Linked DNA regions of Xenopus tropicalis: region 2 is linked to region 1. Evidence: chromatin contacts called from public Hi-C data. All regions are on one chromosome and are shown on one strand. The core of a region is the stretch at or near the end of the contact, and the rest is flanking DNA. Distances in the headings are between cores, read along the strand shown. Region 1 overlaps mettl16 (methyltransferase like 16). Region 2 overlaps pafah1b1 (platelet activating factor acetylhydrolase 1b regulatory subunit 1).

What was found. Hi-C and Micro-C count contacts between places; a contact is called where the count stands out from the background.
Region 2: a Hi-C map of liver shows a contact between it and region 1, with 3 times the contacts expected there. The contact joins two enhancer-like sites. A contact is called at or near these places in 2 of 5 Hi-C or Micro-C datasets (brain and liver).

The regions. Positions count from the first base shown.
Region 1 is chr2:47,730,642-47,735,500 of UCB_Xtro_10.0, reverse strand. mettl16 (methyltransferase like 16) reads left to right here. Exons shown (of 10, transcript NM_001130217.1): 9 at 3,291-3,458. Among named protein-coding and RNA genes, the nearest start is that of mnt, 33 kb to the right of the region's middle. Within about 2 kb of position 2,085, at least 2 of the 11 cell types and tissues checked have an H3K27ac peak or open chromatin away from gene starts, as enhancers often do. A contact at or near this core is called in liver, where this site is marked.
Region 2 is chr2:47,855,761-47,860,448 of UCB_Xtro_10.0, reverse strand. pafah1b1 (platelet activating factor acetylhydrolase 1b regulatory subunit 1) reads right to left here. Exons shown (of 11, transcript NM_205830.1): 7 at 4,124-4,226; 8 at 3,197-3,425; 9 at 2,385-2,486; 10 at 987-1,143. Among named protein-coding and RNA genes, the nearest start is that of pafah1b1, 40 kb to the right of the region's middle. Within about 2 kb of position 1,773, at least 1 of the 11 cell types and tissues checked has an H3K27ac peak or open chromatin away from gene starts, as enhancers often do. A contact at or near this core is called in liver, where this site is marked.

The DNA of each region.
Region 1 (4,859 bases), core at 836-3,335:
ACTCACTGGGCTTAGTGGTGCAGTTCTTATTGCGTGAGACAGCCAACCATTTTGTATGTGTCCATTTGGCCGCCTTGGCTTATCGCTTGCCCTGTCCTGCCCAAGTCTGTCACAGTGGACACATGTCCGTAGCAGAAAAGTCACCAGTGTAGCCTGGGCCCAAACATGGACTGATATTATACGTGTCTTCTGGTTGAGACTTGTGCATAGCCAGCAGTAGTGCGTGTCTTGTGTTATTCCCTGCAGATTGCAGTACTTACTTCTATAGTTAATAATCTTAGTATTCATTTTCCTTTAAAACTGCTACAGATGTAATGTTTTCTCTCAGGTTTGGAGGGAATTTTTTCTTCTGTATGCAAACAAACACAGGCTAAACACTGCAAACACATATTTTCTTTGAGACAAGAGGAATGCACACTTGCAGTTTGGCTTCTCTAACCCCTGTGCACTCTCCTATTGTCATGAAGACGGTTTTGTATGCAGCTTGGTTGGGATCAGGTAAAGGTATTGAAATTCTCATGCTTTTTTTCTTGTTTAAGTAAAATAGCATAGAATAGTAAGATTATTTAAACTAAATATCTATTTTAAGCAGGGCTTGCTACCCAGTGAGGGGTACAAAGCAGTCAGTAGGGGCAGGGAGATATCTGAATATATTCTGGAATGCCTGCCTGAAGCCCATATATATTTGTATTTGCATACAACACACTGACACCAAGTGATGCTTGAACCCCCAAGTCTAAAAGTTACTATTCTTTATGTATGTATAACTTTATTTATAAAGTGCCAAAAGGGTACGCAGCGCTGTACAATCTTAATTATGATTAAGATATTTTAATATACTAAAACATACTGAAAGCAGTGGTACAGAGGTTATACATCATTTACACCAGTGTGCCTGTACCTGGGCCAACGCAATGGCCCCAGGTGCAGCCACATTTGTAAGATTTTTAGGGCACAGGGGTGAATTTTTGGCCTGCATTTGTCCTTGTGTGGCAGTGCCCTTATCCTTGTACAAGTCCACATCACATATTGATGTGATGTGATGAGGCAGCGTGTTTCGGGGTTCTTCTTTTTAAATTTTTAAACCATAATCTGCCTGTGTATGGGTTTCTTATCATTAGGCTGCTATACTGACCCTGGCTTTACATCTCTAGCTTGTACAGATCAGATTACTGGCCCACTCTATAGAATACACCATACCTCGCACATTTTGGTTTTTAATTCCTTAGGCAGCTAGACTTCGGAGTTAGGAATCTTTCATGTACCTTATGGCTCAGAATGCCACAGGGACAATACATTATAGGGTGGTTATTATTGATTTTTTATGTTAAGCCCCTTACAAATCAAAGACACCACCTCCTTTCTATCATGGTATATATATATATATATATATATATATATATATATATATATATATATATATATATATATATTGGTGATTTTGTGTGCTTCTTAGGTACAAAGGCTTTAGGGCATTTGAATGTTTAGCATTTGGTGAAACCAAGCTTCTAATGAGAATTTACATTCAGACAGGGGCACAGATAATAAATCCTACAGAATGTTCTACAGATGTTACACAGGCCAGTTGCATTTACCTTTTCTCCCCTGTTAGTCAAATGACTTTGATTGGCGGTAGAGTAGAAGTGAAGACTTTCAAGCAGGACACTGCAATAAACTGTGGCCACGATTAAAAATGGTAGGGATTATGAATGAGTCATATTTGAGAAAATGTCACTTTTCATCAAAGATTAACATACTGTCATTTCTTATTCATAAGTTATCCTTTAACTTCACAATTCCACTTTCCTGTCTCATCTGACTAATGAGCTTATCAGCATTCCTTATCTGTCCTGATCACATATTGAATGGCAAGAGCATAGTTTTGGGTCCACACGTGGCTCAGTTGGCCTCCGACAAATGTGGAAGTCATCAGCTATTATCTGCCAGTGTAAGGGCACCTTATGATTAGGTGCTATATTGACCTTAGCTTTTCATCTCTAGCATAGGCAGAATAAGCAGACATGTAGGAGAGGGTGGTACAGCTCAGTGAATGTTTCCTGCAGTTATAGGAACCCACCTAGTGGTTGATTAGTAGAACTGTACTTAAAATCAATACTAATGTAACATTTTTAGTATTGTGCATACATACATGTCTAGGCTGCACAACTGCAGGTTTGCAAGATCACTGTGGTCCTCCAAGACACTATTGACTTATATTTGTCATATAATTTAATGATCAAATCTGGTATAGAACATGTGTTTTTTCATACATAGACCCCAGCAAATTCAAGGTTTCTTTGTATGTCATTATCAGGTCCCCAGAATATATGACATAGCAGATAACCATCCCACAACATGGACATCCATGCACTAGTTTGACAACATCAATTGCAATTGTCTATGTGCAGTTCAGGTCACTAGAATTTTCAGTGTTTTGACTTTTCCGCAGCAATCTTTTGTTTTTGGGTCCTATTAAAAGACTTAGAGCCCCTTAGGCAAAATTTCAGCCTGGGTCCCTCTTCCTTACTGCAGAGCAACAGTGCTCTAATATTCTCTCTACTGAATCTTTACCTGAAAATTATTTACCATTTTGGACATCCGTATAGATATCTGTCTTACTAAAGCAGCTAACTGAGACTGAGCAACATGTTTGAGTGCCCAGCCTTTAAAGGCAAATGCTTAAACTTCTGTTGCTATATAAGTAAAAGATGTTGATACTTCGCCTACATGTAATGAACCTTTTAATGACCTCCCATTATAATAATGGTCAGTGCTCCAGTGAAAGGGGCAAAAACACATCTATTCTGCAAATCAGAGTGCCATCACCATCAGTAAGCTTTTGTCCTCTTCTCCCATAATCTCATGTTAGCACTTATGCACTTACACTATCAGTGGCTTGTACGTTAAGCTTGGAGCAGTTTAGGGATTAATAGTGCACTGGCTGGAAGTCTTCATTTGCAGTATGGCAGATGCTGGAAGTTGGATGGAATGGCAGTAGATATTTGAATGTATGTGGATAGCATCTAAAACAATGAACCATTTTAAAGTTATAACCAGCAGTATGTCATAGTCACTGTGAAAAATGTTTGGCTTCCTTATAATAATAATTAATAACATCTGCCCATATATTCAGCATGAAGAACACTGGAAATTATTTCTTTTTAAAGAATCAGAATTTAAAATGTTTACAATTTAACTTACATTTATAAAGACACAGGATTTAAGCTTACAACAACACAATTTTTTTCTTTTTTTAGCTGTTAACGTATTTATTACTTTTCTTCAATCAGAATCCTCCGAAAAAAAGAAAGCTGGAAAAACCCCGAAAACCAATGGTGTTCACAGTGCTGGAATCAGTTATTAAACTGTTAGTGGAAAAGTTGCCGAGTGGCTCTGAGGTCCCAGAAAGCATCACGGTGGTTACAGACTGCATAAAGAAAATACTTACAGATTTGAAGGTATGGGTGGAGCGCATCCCATGAACATTGCTTGATACTTTTCATAATTAGACCATAGGGAATGCTGGGCTTTTTATATAATAGCTACTATTAGCACATTAGGATTCTGCCCTATAAAAAAATATACAGGTATAGGATCTATTATCTGAACATGGGATTTTCCATAACTTAAGTCTGATATAATCATTTAAACATTAAATATCTCTGAAACATGGTGCAAATGTTAAAGATCTGAGCCAGTGTTAGGAGATAGAGGCAGGTAGGCACACCTCAACATTCTCACAGGATTTGCTCTCCTGTTAGCAGCTAAGTAGGCACCACATAGCGTATGAGCACAAGCAGTGGCTATTACACTGCAGGAGCATCTTTCTGAGGGCTCATCTGGTGTTTGTTTGCCAAATCCAGCTGACTTAAAGCAGTTACAAGCTGTTTTACTGATAGGCTCCATCACTGTTGGATAAAATCAAGAATGGCCGTTCAGATATTGGGAATAGAAGGTGGCCAGCATCTTCAGTGTTCATTGGAACTACAAGGAGCTCATTGGCCAAGCTATTATAAGCTATGGCTTATATCACTGTCTGGCCCAAAAAACATTTAAAAGTATATTAATTGTACCTATGTTCTGTGCCACACTGAGCCATTGCTTCAGCTGGGTGCAGGCTGAAATGTAAACACCGCCTAGGCGGTGCATTTATCTGCAGGCTGAGGATCAGCACTGTGTGGCATTAACCTAAGGGATATGCAGTCTCTATTGTTATGAGCTTTGAGTTTTTCCCTTATTTAGCTGTGTGCTTCTTATGATTATTAAGGACAATTACTATGTACAGTATATGTATATTGTGCCTTCTGAGCCACAAACTTCAGCCACCTCCAGATGGGTGCATACCACCTTTAAAAGAATCCAGACCTGTGTCCAGTCCTTATAATTTACTGATTTAAAAATCTTGCGCTGAAATTGTTGTTCTCTGTGCTAGTTTTTAGATCATAGCACTACTACACACATTAAAGCCATCATTTACAACAGTGATGTAACTAAGGGGGAATGAATCCTGCCGGGGAGGAGGAATGTCCTCAAAGGAACAGTGATTTAAACCCTTGCCCCCCATCTTGGGATCCCTATTCCTGACTACCTCCAATCTCCCCCAAAAACATGCACCTTTGTACTGTGTTCATAGCCACACGTTCACTCCACTGTAGTCTGGGAAATTTACTACGCTGTGGCCAATGGGACATGGACAGCAGCATTGTACAAAATGGCTATTACTGTGCACAGCACTTCTTATAGTCAATGAGTTAAAATCAGTAAAATCAGTGCTGTTTCTATTCACAGCATGTCTGTTAGTGGTACTGCTGTGCTGAATTACTGCTCTATGGCTTATATATTGTACAATGATATTACTG
Region 2 (4,688 bases), core at 524-3,023, 130 kb before region 1:
CTCGCTCGCGCGCGCATGCGCAGTAGAGTGAAAAGCCGAACATTAACAGAGAAGTCGGCTTCTCACTGCGCATGCGCTGACCAGTGACATTTGCCAGAAAAGGAAGCAGGAATCGCTTGCTACAGGTACCCCAGGCTAAAAGGTAGGCGATTAAAGTCACTTGGGGGTGCCTAACATTTTGGCACCCCCAAGTGACTTAGCCTTTCCTTCTCCTTTAAGCTTTTTGACTGGGAAAAGCCTTTAACAGGCAGAAGGAAATTGTATACATCATTGCTCCAGCATATCATATATATGAACCAGGAACCTGACAGGTATGGAACAGTGGTATGGTATTTGTGAAACAGCTAAAATGTATTTATTTCAACAACCTAAAACCATAAATAACTACTAAATGTTTGTGCCTTGGTGTAATCTAAAAGGCAGCAGCATGCCAATGACAGCAACTGCATCTTTCAGTAGAACATGTATCAAAAATATTTACTGTTGCTGGTTCTCCGCCCAGCAGGGGGAGTTATTTATCAAATTCTGTCCACAGAACAGCAACATAATTATGTAATTCAAAGATTACAATTCAGTATAGTCAAATGCTTAGCTGAAATCACAATTTCAGGTGTATTTCTTTTTCTTTGCTGTGTGGTGAATATTTGTGCTATCGTGCAGCAAAGCAACAAACTCAAAAGATAGACTAAAATCAGTTCCTGCATTGCTATGTGGCAGAAGGCACAAACTTACAGCACTTGGCGAATGTTAACTTTAACTAGGGGTATATTTATCATGCTGTGTAAAAAGTGGAGTGAAGCATTTACCGGTGATTTTGTCCAGGGCAACCAATCTGCAATTAGATTTCAACAGTTAGAAAACCAAAGCAAAGCATTCGATTGGCTGCTATGAGCAACATCACCGTTAATGTTTTACTTCACTTTTAACACTGCATGATAAATATACCCCTTAGAGTATACAAAAAACAGTAGATCAGTAAATCTTACCCAAAGAGGTAACAAAATGTTCATGCGCATTAAGGGTTTTCATGCAGCGTTTGTTCTTGTAGTCCCAAATGCGTATAGTTTTATCATCAGCACAACTAAGAATAAACTTTCCTCCTGGATGGAATTGAACTCCACGCACCCAATTGTCATGGCCAACCTAGTGAGGGGGTGAAAATAAGTAACAGTGTGACCGAGTGACAGTATAAACTAAATAACATAACAGAGTAGAATAAATAACAGAATAACTGAGGGAGCAGTGCTAAGATATAAAATAAATGCTGCAGATTAGAAAAGATCACCTATCACTGTGTTTAACAAATAATCTTCCATTTGTAAGATATTTCTACTCCACTCCATTGGGGGTTTTTGAAAAGTCACAAAAGCCATGTAATAAGCATGGCATTGCTTGTGTATACATCTTTCCAAATGAACATGATGTTCAACTGGGCAGAGACTGAAAGCCTATTTTCAGCTTAGAATATTCCCCTGTTCTAAATGGACACTCCATATTGGGTTATTTTTTTATTTTAAATTATATGGTTAAAGAAGGCTTCTGTTACTTGATGTGTGCCCCATAAGAACTCAATGGCCACAATAAAAATGATGGCTTAGAGATCTAATTCTGCTTTTGGTGTTTGGCCCCACACCCACAGGGATGAATGCAAACGGTATAACAGTGCCAACAACTTGCAGTGTTGCTATGCACTTAAGCTCTATAGAACACACAGTACAACTGCAACAGGAAAACAAAACTGGCACATGCTCTAATGAACATCTCTTAGCTTGCCCCAGGGGAATGGTACACCTCTGTCAGAAGCAGTGTCATACACTAGGCTCTGCGGTTATAAATTGTAGCTGTATCTGAAAATACCAGCATTGCACAATTTACAAAAGCACTGTTAAAGGAGACAGTCAAAAGACATACTCTAATTAAGACACATTTCATTGATTAAAATTATGTTTCCTCGGTTTAAATTGTATTATAGTGTTCTACCTATATAAAATGTTTTGATAATTCCATTTTAAAGAGATCTGTTCTCACAGTTGGAACTGATCAATGGGCTTGTTTTAATGTTTGCCCTTGAAAGGGCAAAGTGCAGAATGCTTTAACTAGATTCTTTAGTAAGAGAATACACTCATTTAAACAAACATAAGGCTTGGTAACCCTAAATTGTAATTATAATTAATGGAGGTTATTTTATAAAAGATTTTCAGTTTTGGAAAAAAATTGCAGTGGGAATGAACCCTAGCGAGAAATGTCAGTGTTTCTGTGGTAATGTGATGTAATGCAATTTTAAGACTTAAAACAAATCAAATCAGCATGCAAGCATGTTTTTAAGAATCTATTGGAGAACAGATACACTTGTGCACACTTTTAAAAGCTTCTGTAAAACTTACAAGTGTCATTAGGCACATGCCAATGCTAATGTCCCACATCTTTATAGTTTTATCTCTGGAACCAGACAGGAGAAATGGGCCGGGTTTACCACTTTTTTTAGTCTGAAATATAAAAGAGTTTACACAAAGCTTAGACTTGAATATTTCAACTGTTGAAGGACGTGACAAACAGAACAGTACATTTACATATCAGTCAAGATGTGAATTTATTTCTGTGGAATTTTCCAATTTTCTCACACTTCACCTTTCAAACACCTGCTTGTTGGTTACTCTGACTTTTTACTGACATTTTCCATTCCTTTCCACACCAAGGGTCTCTAGGTCAACACTTTATTCCCGTTACGTACTTTAGCAGCGTATTAATGCTTTAAACACTGATCTTTGGTTATATTCCCTTTCTAATTTAAAATTAAACTGCTGTAATAGGGCTTTTTTGTTTATGCGGTTTGCCTAGCAACAAGGCATGCACTTTTTGGTGGAGGGTAAAACAAAACAAAAAAAACAAAACAAAACAAAAAAAAAACTCTAGACACAACCCCACACCGTGTAACCTGTAAAGCTCTCTTAGCAGACCAAAAAGCTTGTTCACAAATAAAGAATTTAATTCACTATAACAAAGCCCTGTGTGTTTCTACATTCCATGATTACTATTTCTGCTAATTGTTCACATCCGGTTATCTGGACTTCCGAAAGCAGCTACTTTTTCCTACATATACATACCACTCACACAAGCATACATATGTATACACAAACGTTTTTTATTAATATGAACTTTATGTCGTGTCTCTACGTTTTGGAAATCCATTTCATACCTCAGATCCTGTGGCATCTGATATGGTAGAATATGAGCTTTCTGGTGCCCAAGAAATGCATTCTACCACATGTTCATGCTCTCTAAGTTCTGCTTTGCATTCCTTTGTAGCTACAACCCAAACACGAACAGTTTGGTCATTAGAACAGCTGGCAATTAGTGTGCCATCCTGGTTTGGCCTCACCATGCGAACCCACTCTCTGTGTCCTGTGAAAGTCTTTACACAATACCTATGGCAAAAGAAAAAAGTTTACAAGCTCTATATGGACAAATGTGTACTTGTTATGTGATTTACACAGCGATGCAAACTTAAAAACTAAAACTGCAGAGAGAAAAAGAAGCAAAAAAGAAAGAAAAGCTGCTTTCATATAGACACACTGCAAATGCATAGAAGGTATGAGTAAAAAGCTTGTATGTATGGTCTATGGCAGAGTATTTTCTGGCATTTAGTAGCTGTGACAAGTAGCTGCTACTATGGAGCTCTGTGTGTCTTCGTCCTAAAATTACAATCTGCCTTCCATTTTTATACCTGCAGTAAACAAATCAAAGCTAATTGCAGATTGGTTCATATGGGTTACTGCACTGTGGCAAACCTGTTAGTGTTGGTAAATAAGCTGCAGCATGTACTATTTTCATATGTTAAATTAAACATGCATGGAACAGACACACTAATTTATGAATAGTGTTACAGCTAAGGAAAAGGTGGCACTAAAGTCTGTACCAATGGGGGGAAAAAAAAACCAGTTTCTAAGAAAATCTCATTGGGGAATTGGTCCTTTTCGTGTTATTTTGTCCCCACAAATCAGTAGTCTTGATACAAGATAAAGAACAAAAGAATGCCACCCAATTCTATTTAAATGACATAAAAGACATTCCATAACTTCTTATCTTTGAAAACCCTGCCTATTAAGAAATGTCTGATACTTACCCAGTCTGAACCTCCCACATCTTAATGGTTTTATCCCTTGAGGCAGACACTATATGATCTCCATTGGGCATAATGGCTACTGAGGAAACATTATGATCATGACCTGGTTAAAAAAATAAATAAATACATTAAACATGATATGGTTGGGCTCTGGTTGAGGGGTACATACAGAAGTTTGTAAACAATGTCGTTCACAGCATCCTTTACATGTTCTACTATAAAACAACATACATGTTTATTGATTTCATTCTGCTACGCAGGTGTTTAACCATGGGATTGGACGCCAATGCTGAAATTTTGTGTACAGAACGACATGGTAAAATGAAGTCAATTTGCAGATGCCATATGGTTGACTGCATCAAACACAGCTGTGGTTATGTTATGACTCCCTGAATCCATATATTCCCTTGTAACTTTAAAGAGGATATACTCTTTTCTACAATGGTGTATTACTGTTCCATGTGTGTTCCATGTTTTCCATGTGCAAACAATGGGAAAGTGATACTAGCAATTATTTTGAACACAGTTCTGACATATGGCTGCTAGACATCTGGAATGGTACAGT